2 separate regions of the Oryctolagus cuniculus genome follow, and region 2 is linked to region 1. A link is a contact called in public Micro-C data. All regions are on one chromosome and are shown on one strand. The core of a region is the stretch at or near the end of the contact, and the rest is flanking DNA. Distances in the headings are between cores, read along the strand shown.

Region 1 (7,310 bases), core at 2,042-4,541:
AAGTGGTGAGTTTGTGGGAGCTAAAGGAAACTCTGAGGAAGGAATGGTTGGAGGGCTCTAGGATTCGGGGGGGCGGGGTTTGGAGGTGGGAGTGAGGAGAAATGGATCAGATCGGTTTTGGAGAGGGGTGGTTGTGAGTAGCGAGGGGATGGCTGTCAGAAGCTTGGGTCCATTTGTCGCGGTTAGATTCCGTTCTTCCCTGGACCTGCTGCTCCTCTGTTTCTGCCTCTGAATCGTATGGGTAGACAGTGACATTGGAGGTTTGGAGGGTGGTCGGAATTTTTTGTGCCCAGATGGACAGACTAGTGTGGTGTCCTGGGGAAAGAGAACCGTGGGTCTGAAAGGAATGAACACCGCATACAACATCTCCCTTTGTCCTCATCCATCAGGTGAGCCAGTGGTACGAGCTGGTGGTGTTTACAGCAAGCATGGAGATTTACGGCTCTGCCGTGGCAGATAAACTGGACAATAGCAGAAGTATTCTCAAGAGGAGATACTACAGACAGGTAAGGACTGGAATCCAGGTCCGAGTGAGACTTGGGAGGCAGGCCATCAGGGAGGGTGTGGATTTGAGGCCCTCTCCCTGGACGGGGCGTGGGGCAGGCACACTACATAATCCCCTGCCTTCCAGCACTGCACTTTGGAGTTGGGCAGCTACATCAAAGACCTCTCTGTGGTCCACAGTGACCTGTCCAGCATTGTGATCTTGGATAACTCCCCAGGGGCTTACAGGAGCCATCCAGGTAGGTGGTGAGTCTGGCAGCGCCAGGGTATGGTTCTGAGGAGGTATTGTGAATGCAGAGAATTTGGAGGCTGGAGATCCGGACCTCGGTCCTGGAGAGCTGAAATTGCCTGGTTGATCCTAGATCTAAACGTGTATCTGTCTGAATGCAAGTTGTCCTCTATTTCAGATAAGAACCCCCCTTCCCATATGTCATCTCATAAATCTGACTTCTCACATTTGTTGTAAGTGAGGCACAGTAGCAATAAGTTTGACTAGAAACCTCACACTGGTATGTGATCTGGTGGTTAAAATCCCATTCGATTTTGGAGGATAAGTCAGGAAGGTTTTATTTAGGTTGTTGATTTTGGGATGAGGGAGGTGTGTGTTCATAAGTAGCGATTCCTCCTTGTCCCGCCGATATGAAGAGACAAATACGGTCTCTCTTGAATCTTGCGTTTTTCCTCATCTGCATCTTCTCACCCTAGACAATGCCATCCCCATCAAATCCTGGTTCAGTGACCCCAGCGACACAGCCCTTCTCAACCTGCTCCCAATGCTGGATGCCCTCAGGTGAGGGAAGGGGGCTCCAGACGGTTGGTTTCCCAGGGAAGGAGGCGGTGGGAGAGCCCGAGAGGGCATACAAAGTCTGTTTCAGCATTTGGACCCAGGATTTCTTATTTATTCCCCAACTTGTCATGTTTAGCCTTTGGGTTTTGGGCAGATGGAACCCATCTCCTCTTGAGAAGTTGATGGCAAATTCTGTCCCACATCTCCAGTGAGGCCATGGTGCACTGGCGCTGTGAGGACGGGAGCTGTAAAGGAGGCACTCTGCTAACACACGTGATTGTCACCCTAGGTTCACCGCTGACGTCCGCTCCGTGCTGAGCCGAAACCTTCATCAACATAGGCTCTGGTGACAGCTGCTCCCCCTCCACCTGCATTGGGGTGGGGGGGAACGGGAGGGCGAGCCCTCGGGATGCTGTCGGATGCCCTGTCCAATGTGAGGACTGCCTGGGCAGGGTGTGCCCTTCCCACCCCTCGCTGCCCTCGGAGTCTGGATGGACACACGGGCCAGGCTTCCAAGCAGCCTCACTCAGTTCACGGTCACACTCCATGGAAACCCAGACTGGGACAGGCCGAGGCCTAGGAGAACCGAGCCGTGTCTGGTGGAGACAGGACTGGCCAGAGAGACAGACATACCGTGCGTGACCCAGGAGGCTCAAAGAGAAGCCGAGTCAGCTTTGCTGTGATTTGATTTTTTTTAAAACTCTTGTACAAAACTGATCTAATTCTTCACTCCCGCTTCAAGGGCTGGGCTGTGGGTGGGAGACTGGGGATTTGGGTCACTGGATCTCCCCTAATTTACCCTTCCCTTACTTTCCTTCTATTTTTCTCTCCCTAGATTCCTCAGACCTGTAACCAACTTTATCTCTTTTTTTCCTTTCCTCTCTTTTAAACCATGCATTATAACTTTGAAACCAAAGCTGCCCTAGATCCTTCTCTGGGGTTCCGGGAACTGAAGGGAGGGGACAGAGGGGTAAGACACGGCTGTATCCCAGGGCAGGAGAGACCTGGGCGCTGAGCACCGGATGGCGCGGTGAGCCGGGTGACAAGATGGGCGGCGCAGGACGCCGGCGAGCGGAAGCGCCCCCGAGCAGTAGGCTATAGGAGAGGAAAGGAGAAACCCGGGGCCCTAAAGGGCATGGAACTGGACAAAGACCAGGGTTCGCCCGGGGACTGAAGCAGATAAGCTCAGCGGGCGCTGCCCCCGCACCTCGCTGACGCAGGCGGCGCCCGAGCCCGCCCCGCGCGCCCCGGGCGGCCGCGCCTCCCGAGCCGGCCCTACTTCTCCACTCGCCACGTGACGCTCCGCCCTTCTCTGAGATCACATGATTGTGCAGTTGCACACCCTGAAGGTGTTCCTCCGCCCTGGCCTAGTCCTTGCTTTTCGGCCCTCCTCTAGTCCCCACTGGCCCACTCATTCCTGAAGCCCAAGTATTTTATACATGCGTCCAAACATCGGTTTCTTTTCTCCACTCTTACTTCCGGAGATTCGCCGCCGCTTGGGTACTACTTTGTTTTGGTGTCAACGGCCGCCTTCAGCGTAGCGGCAGGTTCTGTGAATAGCTGTCCTTGAAATTGCTCTTCCTCTACGCTATTTCCGAAAAGAATGTCTGCGGAGTCAAGTCTTGTATCCTGGGCACCCCCACTACCCTTCGCCCCCAGCTCCCGAGAGGGGAAGGTTGGGGAATGGGTTTCAATTATTTGCGGCGGGAGTAAAAGCCCACCAGCTTCGCTGCGTCGCCTGCGTAGCTGGCAAATTAATTCCAAAGCGATTACGCTGATAGCGTAAGCGGCGGTCAGTGGGTGGCGCTACGCCAGCTGCGTTGACGCCGCTGAGCTACTGGCGTATCTTAGCAGTTAGGGCGGCCCCTGATGGTCGGGGGCGGGGTTGGTGAATAGGGAAGTGGCGCAAATCCGTGGATCGCTCCGCCGCGTCTGCCCGCGTCGCCTCCGTCGCCGCCGCCCCCCGTCCCGGCCCCCCCTCCCTGGCTTCCCTCTTCCCAGCCCGGTCCAGCCCGGTTCCCGGGAGGATGAAGTTCGTGTACAAGGAGGAGCATCCGTTCGAGAAGCGCCGCTCTGAGGGCGAGAAGATCAGAAAGAAATACCCGGACCGGGTCCCGGTGAGGAGAGTGGCGGGGGCGCGGGGCGCGGGGCGCTGATGCTGACGCCACAGCCTGAGCTTGGGTTCCGGACGGGCAGCAGCGGGCTCAGGCTGCTGGCCACGGCGGGGTTGGGAGCGAGCCTGAAATGGATGTCCCTGAGAGCGGGAGCGAAAGGACCCGGGGAGTGGGAGAAGTGGAAGCAAGAAGACGTGGGGCAGGAGAGAAGAACCTTGGCATTCGTGAGTGGAGGCCTTAGGGGGCTTGACAGCCCGAGCTTCCTGGGGCCATCCCCCCACTTGGCGAAGTCTGTGGGTCCGGACGAGTCCTGCCCGTCTGGGGAAGAAAATTGTTTATTGTGACGCCCTATTCGGGGCTCGTCCCGAATGTTAGGGTGAGCTCAGGCCAGTGGGGCGAGGATCTCTGGACTCAGGGCTGCCCCATGTATGCAGGGACAAGAGGAAGGGAGTCTGGGGTAGGTTTAGGGACTGCTGATGTTGCTGCTTGAGTTCCTGACAGGTGGAGCAGCCGGGCGGTGTTCCTCATGTGTCCCCATTTTCCCCTTCCCGATATCAGGTGATAGTAGAAAAGGCTCCCAAAGCTCGGATAGGAGACCTGGACAAAAAAAAATACCTGGTGCCTTCTGATCTCACAGGTGGGAACCTGGTGGCCCCTGGGTCTGCTTCCTGTGGGTGGGAGTTGAGCTTCTGGGAGGCGGCTCCACTTAGCAGCTGTTCATAGGAGGGCAGTTATGACCCTGTGACTCTCTTGTTCCTCGTATGTTTGGTAGTCGGTCAGTTCTACTTCCTGATCCGGAAGCGAATTCATCTCCGAGCTGAGGATGCCTTGTTTTTCTTTGTCAACAACGTCATTCCACCCACCAGTGCCACCATGGGTCAGCTCTACCAGGTATGGTGTCTCGGAAGGAGTAGGGCTTTGGACTGAGGAGTTCTGAACGGGAGAGCTTGAGGGGGAAGATGTGTCGGGTCAGCAGTTCTTGGATTAGCCGGCGAGCGAGCCTTCACACTTCGTGACAGTCCTGGGGTGGAGATCTGGGACAGAGCAGAGGGAACAGAATAGAAGGAAAGAGCACAGTAAGGGGGAGGAGCTGTCCTGACCAGGGCTCTGCCCCGCTCCAAGGCAGCAGAGAACTCGTTGAGATCTTTTCTGCCCAGGACTGCTGCAGGGATGATCCTCTTGGCTGGAAGGCTTGGCGTCGGGGGGAGGGAGGCACTGGCCTGGGGGCTCTTGCCGGAGAATGGTTCTTGAAGAACGGGAGCAGTGGATGGTCCGAGTAGCTGAAGCCTGCTTTTCTGCTCACACCCCCAGGAGCACCACGAAGAGGACTTCTTTCTGTACATTGCCTACAGTGACGAAAGTGTCTACGGCCTGTGAAGCTGCTGCCCCTGAGGTGGGGGGTCCCCCCTGCCTTGACCTCCCCTCCTCCTCCAGGCTCCAGCACCACCTTCTTTTTCCAGGACCTGCACTTACCGGCGGAGGCTTCCCTCCCACCCTTAGCAGGAGGGGTCATGGGAGCCTCTCCTCTCTCCCCCGTTCTCCACCCGCCTTTCCCACTCTGCTTTAGACTTCTGGATTGTCAGTCTCTGTTGCACCCAGTGATTGTTCTGGTTTCTGTTCCCTTTCTAACTGCCCAAGGGGTTGCGGACCCCAACAATCCCTTCCTTTCACTACCTTCTTTTTTGGGGGTAGATGGAAGGGACTGAAACTGGGGGGGAGATAGGAGGCGCATCAATAAAGAGGAAACCACCAAGCTGAATTCGGCTTCTTGTGTTGATGTTGGGCTTTCCCCTGTCTGCATAAAGTGGGTGCTGTTGCTGTGGAGCGGAATCCTCTGATGTTTTAGGAAGCTGGTTTTGATACACGTGGGCTAGGTCCCGATGTAAGAATCCTATTTTTCACTGTGGGTCCTGTGGAGAAAGTTCTAAAGTCCCTGCTTTAGATAAACACGTCCAAATTCGTATAACATTCTGGATTACAGAAGAGATTTTCGTGTATGCGAGCTGGTAAAAGGACTGACCCCAGCTGCCTGTCCCTTGGCCGGACTTGCGCCGGCTGTGGCATCCAATGGAGTGGAATCCGAGGGACGGAGTCTTTCATCACCGGGAGGACTTCATCTCCCAGCAGCCATTTCTCCGCCTGGCCGGAAGTGGGGCGGTCCCCGAGGGATAAAGAAGGTGCAGATTGAGGCAGTATGGTGGCCGAGAGATCTAATCCCTTCTTCCTCTTCTTTCTTCGTCCCGCCCAGCCTACATTTCCCAGTAGCCCGCGCGCACTCTTCCGCCCTGCCTTCTTGCTCCCAATCTCCCCGCCACTCCCCGGGGGAGGGGAGTGGCCTAGTGCGCCTGCGCCATTGTGTGGGTTGCTGGGAACTGAAGTCCTGAAGGCGCATGTAGTCCCCTTTCCGCGGTCCCCATACGGACTACAACCCCCTGGGTGCATTGCGCGTGGGCGCCGGCGCGGGGAGACGGGGGAGAGAAGAAGAGGGAGGGAGGAGGGAGGGAGGAGAGAGGGGGAGGAGGGAGCAGGCGGCCGGCGGCGCGGGGGGAGGGGGCCCGGTCCGGGAGTGCGGGAGGCTGTGGTAGAGGGAGGTGGCGGCAGCGGCTAGCGGACTGGAGTCTCAACCGGACTGAGGCGGACACTTTTGTGGCGCGAGGCGGAGAAGCACCGAGCACCAGAGGCGGCACCGGGATCCCCGGCTCAGGGGAGGGGGCCGGCGGACCGGGAGGAGGGGAGGGGGCGATGCTGGAAGCCATGGCGGAGCCCAGTCCCGAAGGTGAGCTCTCGACCGGCACACAGCGCGGAGCCGGGGAGGGGGGGGCGGGCGAGGAATCAATTGGCAAACTTGGAGGTCTAGCCCCGGAGCCCAGCGGGGGAGGACCGGGAAGGGTCGGGGGCCTAGCTCTGGAGGTGGGAGAGCGACGAGTTGAGAGACCTTGGAGAAAGGAGTGGGAGACTGGGTTGGGTAGTTGGAGATCAGACACCGTGTGTGTGGCGTGGTGGGGAGGACGGGCGGTAGGAGCCGGGAACCGGCGCTCCGTGGGTTAGGGGTCGAAAGGGCCTCCGTCTGGCTGGGGCCCTGGAGCTGGGAGGCTGGGGGGAATCGGGGGCCGGAGAGTTGTTGAGGAGGGAGGCCGGAGAGGAGGACTGCGTGGAGGGCCCGGTAGTTCTCTGAGGTGGGGGAGTTGGTGGCTGTGGTGCCGGAGCTCCGAGTAGTTGCCGCCGGAGGCAGCCCGGCGATTGTTGGAGGGCGGGCAGGTAGTTGTGGGGGGCAGAGGGGTTCTGGGTATTGTCTGCGTTAGAGGGACCTGTGCCGGGGCAGTTGTGGAGAGAGCAGAGCAGCGAGGCGAGCTGGGGAGTTGTAGGGGGCGGTGGGGCGGGGTGGGGGAGGCGGGCTGGTCGGCGAGGGTTAGAGCCTGGGAGTTGCGGAGGGCGAGGGGGGCCCGGGGAGGTGCCGTGGGGAAGAGTGGCCGGCTGGGGGGAGGGGGCTGGAGTTCAGGGGTCCCGCAGCCCAGGGACTTGGTGAGTCCGGGGGCGGAGGGGGGGGCGGCGGCCGCCGGAGAGAGCTCGGAACAGGGCCCGGGGGCCCGGCGGGGAGCCCGAGGAGCTCGAGACGGGGAGGGGCCAAAGCCCCGGATGGGGGCGGAGGGACGGCGAAATTGTGGGGAGCGCGGCTTGGGGGGGCAGGTGGGGCCGCGTCCGGGTGGGAGCTGCAGGGTCTGTCCCGGCCGCGAAGTAGCGCTGGCTGTGGGAGCCTGTGTGTGTGTTTGGGGTGGGGGTGAGGGGCGCGCCGGGCCTCGTGCTCGAGTGCAAGGAGCCGGAGGGCGGGGAGCGGTTCAGCGTGGTCATCCCGGACCCTGGGGGCCTCCCGGCGGCTTGTGCGGTCCCTGAGGGCCCAGGGCGGC
Region 2 (7,310 bases), core at 2,366-4,865, 530 kb before region 1:
CCAGACAGCTACATGGGAGGGGACTGGGGTCTTGCTTCAAAATCGCCAACCACAACACAATTATTTTATAATTCGCAGCCAAAGGAATAATCTTAGCTATTTCTTCTCCAAGAGGGGGAAAAATAATCCTAAAGAAAGCAATGCAAATCTAACTAAAGCCTTCATCAAATAAAGTGCACAAAACAGTCCAAGTAATCCCCAGGCCACTCTCACCTCCACGTTACACAAACTAAGGTCATGGCTACTTTGGAACAGGCCCCCAACTACAGTAAAAATAATAACACCTTCCGGTAGTAACTACAAACGTTCACTCACTTTCACTGGGTGCCAGGTACTGTGCTAAGTGCTTTGCATACATTACCTTTTCCCCTCCTGTCTGCCGGGAAGCTAGGTATTGATATTTAAATTTTCCAGATTAAGAATTAGGAGGGGTTGTGACCTGTTCAAGTCCCAATAGCCACAAAGTGGCAGAGCTGGGATTAGAATCCAGGTCTGACCTGACCCGCCTTTGACATACTCTAAGGAAGACAAAACTGATTTTTTCTAGCATCAGCCCCAATCCCGGTACTTAACACAGTGGGTCCTGGTTCTTCCTTCCCCAGGTGGGATGCCACAAACTGGTCCACCCACCTACTCAGAATAAAGACCTGACTTCCCAGCCTAAGGGTGCTCCCCGGCCCTTTCCCTCCCTGTTGGTGGGGAGGAGGCATGATGAAGGCACAGTCAGCACGGGCAGGTGTCCGGTGAATCTCCCACCCCACGCACAGCTCTGTTCCTGGGGCTGGCTCTCGGGCACCTACTCCCGCTTCAGCAGGACACCCGGCCACCGCAGCAGGTGGGAAAGGAAAAAAAAGACTGCTGGAGGCTCTTCCAAGGGGGAGGAGGCTTGCCCGGGGACGCCTTCCTGTGCCAACCTAGGGCAGAGTGACCCAGGGCTCTCAACCAAGCCAAAGGGCAAAGTCTCTCTCGGCCACACCGCAGCTGTGACCCTCCCTCTCACAAAACTCCAGGCCGGGCTTTCCCACCTGCAGGATGCTAAGGCCAAGGGAAGGGAGAAGGGAAAGAGACGGCACGGGTCTGGAACTGGACTCGGGACAGAGGTGGGAGGGAATGGAAGGGGGAGGAGACCTCATTGCCTGGCAACCGTCCCGGGGCACGTGCACGGGTGACATCATCCCCGGCCACCTCTAACACAGACCTTTGACCCCTGCGGGGCGGAGGAGGGCGGCTGGCGGAGCTTCCTGGGAAATAGCGTCAGGAATTCTGGGAACCGAAAAAGGGGACGCGGGAGGGGACCCAGGCGTCCTGCCTGCTGCCCCCCAGTGCGAGTTCAGTCCCAGAGACTCGGGGCTCGCGCCTGCCTCCTGCCCCCCGCCTCCGGGGCTGACCTCCCAACCCACATTTCTGACGAGAGCCCCGACACGACACGCCCCTCGGAGATACTGTGCCTTCTCTCCCGTGGGCGAGATCTCCGGCCGGGGACGGGAGCCGGGGCAGCGGACCCCGCGGGGCTCCGTCTCCTGTCCGCGGGATCCCCCGAGTCCCAGCCGGCCGCCAGCCGGAATCTGTCTGGGTCCCCAACTCTGCCGCCCCTCCCTGCGCCGTTCCAGGGCGGAGTCTGTGGAGTTGAAACCAGGACACGGCGAGAGGAAGTTATATAACCCGGGAGAAGCGGAGAGGGGCGAGTGGATACGGGGACAGCCAGCCCGGTCGGAGCCAAGGAAGGTGCACCGCACACCGGGGCCAGCGAGAAGGAAGCGTTAGGCACGGGGTTGGGGGCGTTTAGTCCACATCGAGGCGCCTGAGCAGTCCGGGGTTCCCCCCACAGTGTCCCCCCTCCTTGGGCCCCCGCCCCCAGCAGCGGCAGCAGCCGGGCCCGGCGGTGAAGCCTCGGCAAGGGGCACCGGTACCCTCTCCCTTTCTCTTGGGGAAGCAACCTAAGCCGGAGCCGCGGAAGGCAGCGGCTGAGCAGATGGGGCCGGAAACCGCAGCTCCGCCCAGCCCACCTGGGAGCGTGGGGCGCCAGCTGGGGAGGGGGCGGGGGACGGCGGGGAACAGGTAGCCGACCCTCCCACTCGAGATTGGGCATTAATAGTCAAGACCTCAGGAGAAACCGGAGACGAACCGTGTCGTCCGGGTCCGGAGGGGCAGAGCAGCGCAGCGCAGCTCGGGACTAGTTTGCAAACACCGATTTGGGGCTGGGGGCGGGGGAGCACCCGACTCGCCGCGCAGGCGCAAGGGGGGGGTGCGCTCGGGCGCGTGCGGTGGAAAGGGTGGGTGCGAGCGTGTGGGAGTGCACGTGCGGGTCCCGGGCTGCTACCTCCTCCCGTCCTCATCCTCATCTCCTCCCCTCTTCCTGTCGCTCTACGATGCCCTCTCCCCATTGGCTGCCCGGGCCTTGATGTCAGGGGCGTCTGCTGGAGCTGATTGGGCGGACGGGAGCGTTCGGGAATCGGCTCCCGAGTCTGGCTCTCCAGTTACTCGGGCAACGGGGCAAGCAACCCCCGGGAGGCGGAGGAATGAGCCGCGCCTGTCCCTGCGCGCGCTCCGGGCTGCCCGAGTCCATCTCTGCCGCCTGCCCGCCTTCCTGTCAGGTTGCTTCCCGGTAGCGGGAACCAGGCGAGCTGCCCTCGGTCTGCCCGGCCCCCATTCCGTCCACCCCCACAGCAGACGGGAAGCGAATCTACGTTGCTTAGTAACCACCTCGCGCGTCCCCCTCCGGCCGTGAGAGATGGACGCGGAGTCCCCAGCGCCCTCACCACCTGTGCCCTCCCGCCCACAGTTTCCAGTGCGGGGCCTCAGCCCAGGGCGCGGCAGTGGGCTGCAGCGGCCTTCCCTGTCGCATCTCCCACCCCGTGCGCCTGCGGGCTTCGGGCGCAAGTCTCGTCCTCGCCATCTCGCGGCTAGGCTGGGGAGGTTCCCCGTGAAGGGCCCGAGCCGGGGAGTCAGGGCGGCCCTGGGGGTGCGGGGCCCGGCAAGGCGAGGCCGGGGGGTGGGGGACCAGGGACCAAGGCTCCCGGCGGGGAGGTCAGGGCTGACGTTATGCACCTCATCTTGGGGAGGGACTGGAGGAAGATTTGACGGTGGCCCCGGGACCGCAGGGCTGTCTGACCACACCGGACCTCAAAGGGCCATCACACTGGCCTCTCTGCGAACTCTGCCCTTCAGGCAGGACCGCCGTGCCCCCAGGGGGAATCCCAGCCTAGCGGGCCTGGGAGTCCTTTCAGGCCCCTCTTGACCTCCAGAACCTAAGACATCTGCCTCCACCGGGTCCCCCACTCCTGCCCGGCTCGCCCCTAGGGGACCCGGATGTCCTGAACCCCGATCTTCTTCCTAGTGCCCCTCCGGAGACCCCAACGTCCCTTCCCGGCTCTCCCCCTCCTGCGACTCTGGCGTCCCGCCCCCTTGCACGGAGATGGTTTCCCTCTTTCCAGACGCCCTCGCGGCTCCCCGTTACCTGCTTCCGGGGGGGTCCCAGGTGTTCGGGTTCCCCAAGGTCTCCCAGGGGGTCGAGCGGCCCCCCCTCTCCCAGGCCGGGGCTGGGGGGGCCGCTCCGCCCCGTGGCGCAGTTGGATTTTCCAACACAAACACCGCTCCCCCCGCTGCTCAGCCCCGCCCCCTTCCCGAGGTCCCGCCCCTCCGCCCAAGTCCCCCCCTTCGGCCCCGCCCCTCTTTCTGCGGGTGGTGCTTGTCTCAGCGCTGGTGCCGTGTGGGATGCCCGTGTGGGGTGCCGGGTGCGGGGCGCAGGGTACGGGGTGTTCCCCCGATCCCCGCCCGACAGGCCCCGGCTTGGTTTGGATCACGCGCTCTTCCAAGTCAAGCCCCGCCCACCCACTCGAGTCCCGCCCCACGGTGTGGCCGCACCCTCTTAGGGCCCCACCGCCCTGCCCATCGCTGCAAGGCCACGCCCCCTGTCTCAAGGCCGCCCCGTTTCCTGTGCTGTTTCCCCAGTCTCGCAGCAGCTCCCCAGTAGTTTCGGGGTGGCCGGGGCTTCCGCTCTCCCTGACCCCACCATCCCATTGAAAGACGCAGAGCTGTGGTCGCGGCTGTTTGCACCGAGCTGCGGTGCAACTCTTCCAACCTTTATGGCTAAGCACAGCGGTGGCCCCGGGGCCCCTCACACGCCAAACCCGGCCACAGCCTATGCCCCGGTGAGGTCCAGCCCCAGCTGCTGGAGTCACCGACTCTCTCTTGCGGGGAAGGGAGGCGGGGGCCGCCTCAGTTGTCCAGGCTCATGAGCAGAGCAGTGCCCCTCTTGATCCAGTGATCCGAGGACATGGCTCCAGACCGGAGGTCGATGCCGATGACGAAGGACGCTCGGTCGGAGCTGCCCGCCCGGTTGGGATAGTAATAGCAAGGGCAGGAGTACATGCCTGGGGGGAGGCAGAAGAGCAGGAGTCAGACTCCAGGGGCCTCTGGGAGAACAAGACAGGGGCAGGTGTGCGGGGCTGGGGCAGAGAGTGGGTTAGGATCCAATGGGGGGGGGGGGGCGGGCAGTCCCACCCTTGGCACTCTTCTTGCGGCTCTCTGCTGGCCGGAAGTGGATGGTGGGCATGAGGCAGACCAGTTGCATGGGCTCGGCCTCCACCAAGCAGGAGTTCTTCCGATCCCAGCCGGCACCTTCCAGGTACAGACCACGAACCCAGGCACCGTCCTGAGGGGGCAGGTGGGGAACTTGTCGCCTCTCTCCTCCCCTCTTGTCCAGTTACTTGCCACTTTGGCCTCCCAGCACCCTCCGTCCAGACCCTCTTCTGCCCAGGGCCCCCGGCACATCCGGCTCCCACCTTGGGTGGGTACACGAGATTGCTGTCGTCCACGGTGGAGACGATGAACTCCCAGGAGAGGCTGTCCACTGAAATCTGGGGTGTGAAGTGAGCGTGAGGGAGGGCCCCGGAGCCCGCAGCCTGTGCCCGTCCCCGGCATCCGCGCCCCCTCCCACGGGCCACGTGGCTCACGTTGTTTTGGCGAGCTGAGGCCTGCAGCACAGCGGTGAGGAAGCCCGTGGGAAAGGTGAAGCCGGACAGCCAGAAGATCACGGGCGGCCGGGCGCGGCTAGCCCAGGTCTCAAACTGCTCCACGCGCATGGCCAGGTCCCGGGTCCACGAGGCCAAGGGCTTTTGTGAGGGATACGCCTGGGGGAGGAGGCACTGCGTTCACCATGCATTGACATGCTTGTTTGGAGGGCCTGGAGCAGCTGCGGGAAGACTGTGTGCTGTCAGCCCCTGTTCTCCAACAGCAGTTGGGCAAAGCTCTCCCGAAGCCAGCTCCCACAAGACAGGCGTGAAGCAGCGGCCATTTATTAAAAACAGGGTGAGCACCCCTGATCTGAAACGCCTGGGGCCAGACATGCTGCGGATTCTAGAGTTTTTGGGAATTTGGGATCCCTGCGTAGACTTTTTGCAGTTGCACATCCCTAATCTGAAAATCTGCTCCAAAACTCGGAATTTTTTTTTTTTTTTTTTTTTTGAGGATCATGTTGACACTGAAAAGGTTTCCAATTCTGGTGTCTTTGGGATCAGGCTTTGCGTTTAGGGATGCTCAGTGTGGAAGATTAACCAGGTATCATCCTCTGGTGTCCTGCACCGTTGAAGCATCCCGAGTAGGTCTGTGTGTTAAATCGTGCAGAGTCGGCCAGTGAATGGCAAAGCCAGCTTTCAACCTTGAACCTGTCTGGCTTTGAAGCCCAGGCTCTCTGCAATTCGCCCTGTGCCTCCCTCGCTCCCAGGAGATCTGGGGTGTGGAGAGGGAGCTCAGTGTCAGGGAGGAGCACCAGCGGTGTAATCTTGCCTTTCCCCAGAGCGGAGGCACGTGGGCATCAAAGATGCAGTTGAAAATCTCCTCCAGGCTCGTCGACATGACGATTTGGCCCTGGATGCCTTTCTCGAGGTCTGTCAGTGAGAGGCTGAGCAGGAGGAGGCGGGAGTGTTGGACACGGGGCAGGCCCGGCAGGTACACCCTGCCCGCCCCCCCCCACGCTCCCCCCCGCAGAGCCGCCCACCCGGCGTCTCACAGGATGGTCTCCATGAGCTTGTTGTATCTCTGGATCTCCTGCAGGAGGACCACATTGAGCGGGGAGGGGTCGAGAGCCAGCAGCTTGCGGGTCCCCTCGTAGTCGATCATTTCGGGGATCTTCTGTTTCACATCGGCAGCCAGCTCAAGCACCTGCGGAGGCCGGAGCCGCGGACGTCGGCCCTCCCCGCCCCATGGCTTCCCCGGCCCGGCCGGCCGGCCGCTGTCTCGCCCCTACCTTCTCTTCCCGGCTCTGGCCTCCGGCCCTGGTGGGTGTAACCTGGGGTTGCAGGGAAAGCAGGGTGTCAAAGAGAGTCCGCGCCTCAGTGATCTGGGAGGCCACGTCGGCGTTGGGGTGCTGGCCAAAGGCCTCCGGGGGGTCCATGCTTGGCAACAAGCTGATGTATTCCTTGTAAGAGGCCAGGCTGCCGTCCTTGGGGATGAAGTAGGTCTCCAGCACCGACAGCCTGCGGAGCCAGCATCGTCACCGCCACGTCCCCACCCCCGGTCCTTACTCCAGCTCTGACCGTGCCTCCAGCCCCCTCACCGGTAGGAGGGAGTTGACAGAGCCTGCTCAGAGAAGTAGTCATTGATGTAGGTGGTGAGCAGGCGCCGGTCCCAGTCATCCGTGATGTGGCCGCCGTAGTTGACGCCAGCAATGAGGTACTTGAGTGCGTCCCAGGGCGTCTCCTCGTACTCATCCAGATAGAGGCTCAGCAAGTTCTCCGACACCTGGGGGGGGGAGGGGTGCCAACCCACGACCCCGCCCACAGTCAGGCACAGGCTGTCTGCCAGCGGCGGCGTTCCTGCGGGGACAGGACAGGAGAGAGGGCTGGGCCGAGGGACCCCTGCGGAGCACCAACCTCAAAGTCAGAGTCATTGAAGCCGTAGATGATGTTCCAGCCCAGCTGCAGGAACTTCTTGCGTTCCAGTAACACGGAGTGGAAGAAGCAGAGTGCAAACAGCAGCTTCTTGTACTTGGCGGGTTTGGAGCAGCGGGAAAACTGGAATTCTGACATCAGCTGGTAAAGTCTTGTCATGTTGGCCTTTAGGCCCTGGGGACAACGGAGTTCAAGAGCTCATGAGCATGACAATAAACGTCGTGCTCAGACCTGCCCGTTAGCATCATTAACATCCCTGTCCCTGTGTACGGCTGTGGAGGTTGCTCACTGCACAGAGGCACTGGCTGAAGAGCTGAGCCGAAGCGGAGGCCCAAGGCCTCCCCTGCACGCCCAAGTGTGTGCTCATTCCCAAGGCGGGTGCCCCTCTCTAGGTACACACAGGTGACGGTGAGCGGCCTG

Evidence for each region. Hi-C and Micro-C count contacts between places; a contact is called where the count stands out from the background.
Region 2: a contact with region 1 is called in a Micro-C map of ear pinna, with 4 times the contacts expected there. The contact joins the promoter of KDM6B here to the promoter of GABARAP in region 1. A contact is called at or near these places in 2 of 6 Hi-C or Micro-C datasets (ear pinna and an unstated tissue).

The regions. Positions count from the first base shown.
Region 1 is chr17:51,845,616-51,852,925 of mOryCun1.1, reverse strand. It overlaps GABARAP (GABA type A receptor-associated protein), which reads left to right and starts at 3,291. Exons shown (of 4, transcript NM_001082142.1): 1 at 3,291-3,408; 2 at 3,964-4,042; 3 at 4,178-4,296; 4 at 4,717-5,122. The coding sequence starts at 3,319. The coding sequence ends at 4,782. It overlaps CTDNEP1 (CTD nuclear envelope phosphatase 1), which reads left to right. Exons shown (of 8, transcript XM_002718814.5): 4 at 1-5; 5 at 390-506; 6 at 632-743; 7 at 1,210-1,294; 8 at 1,581-2,207. The coding sequence ends at 1,641. PHF23 (PHD finger protein 23) reads left to right here and starts at 5,900. Exons shown (of 5, transcript XM_017348879.3): 1 at 5,900-6,181. The coding sequence starts at 6,148.
Region 2 is chr17:52,378,923-52,386,232 of mOryCun1.1, reverse strand. It overlaps KDM6B (lysine demethylase 6B), which reads right to left and starts at 3,615. Exons shown (of 24, transcript XM_070061364.1): 1 at 3,458-3,615. DNAH2 (dynein axonemal heavy chain 2) reads right to left here. Exons shown (of 88, transcript XM_051825206.2): 80 at 6,873-7,064; 81 at 6,557-6,741; 82 at 6,248-6,476; 83 at 6,011-6,162; 84 at 5,788-5,902; 85 at 4,956-5,132; 86 at 4,785-4,859; 87 at 4,504-4,654; 88 at 4,041-4,373. The coding sequence ends at 4,219.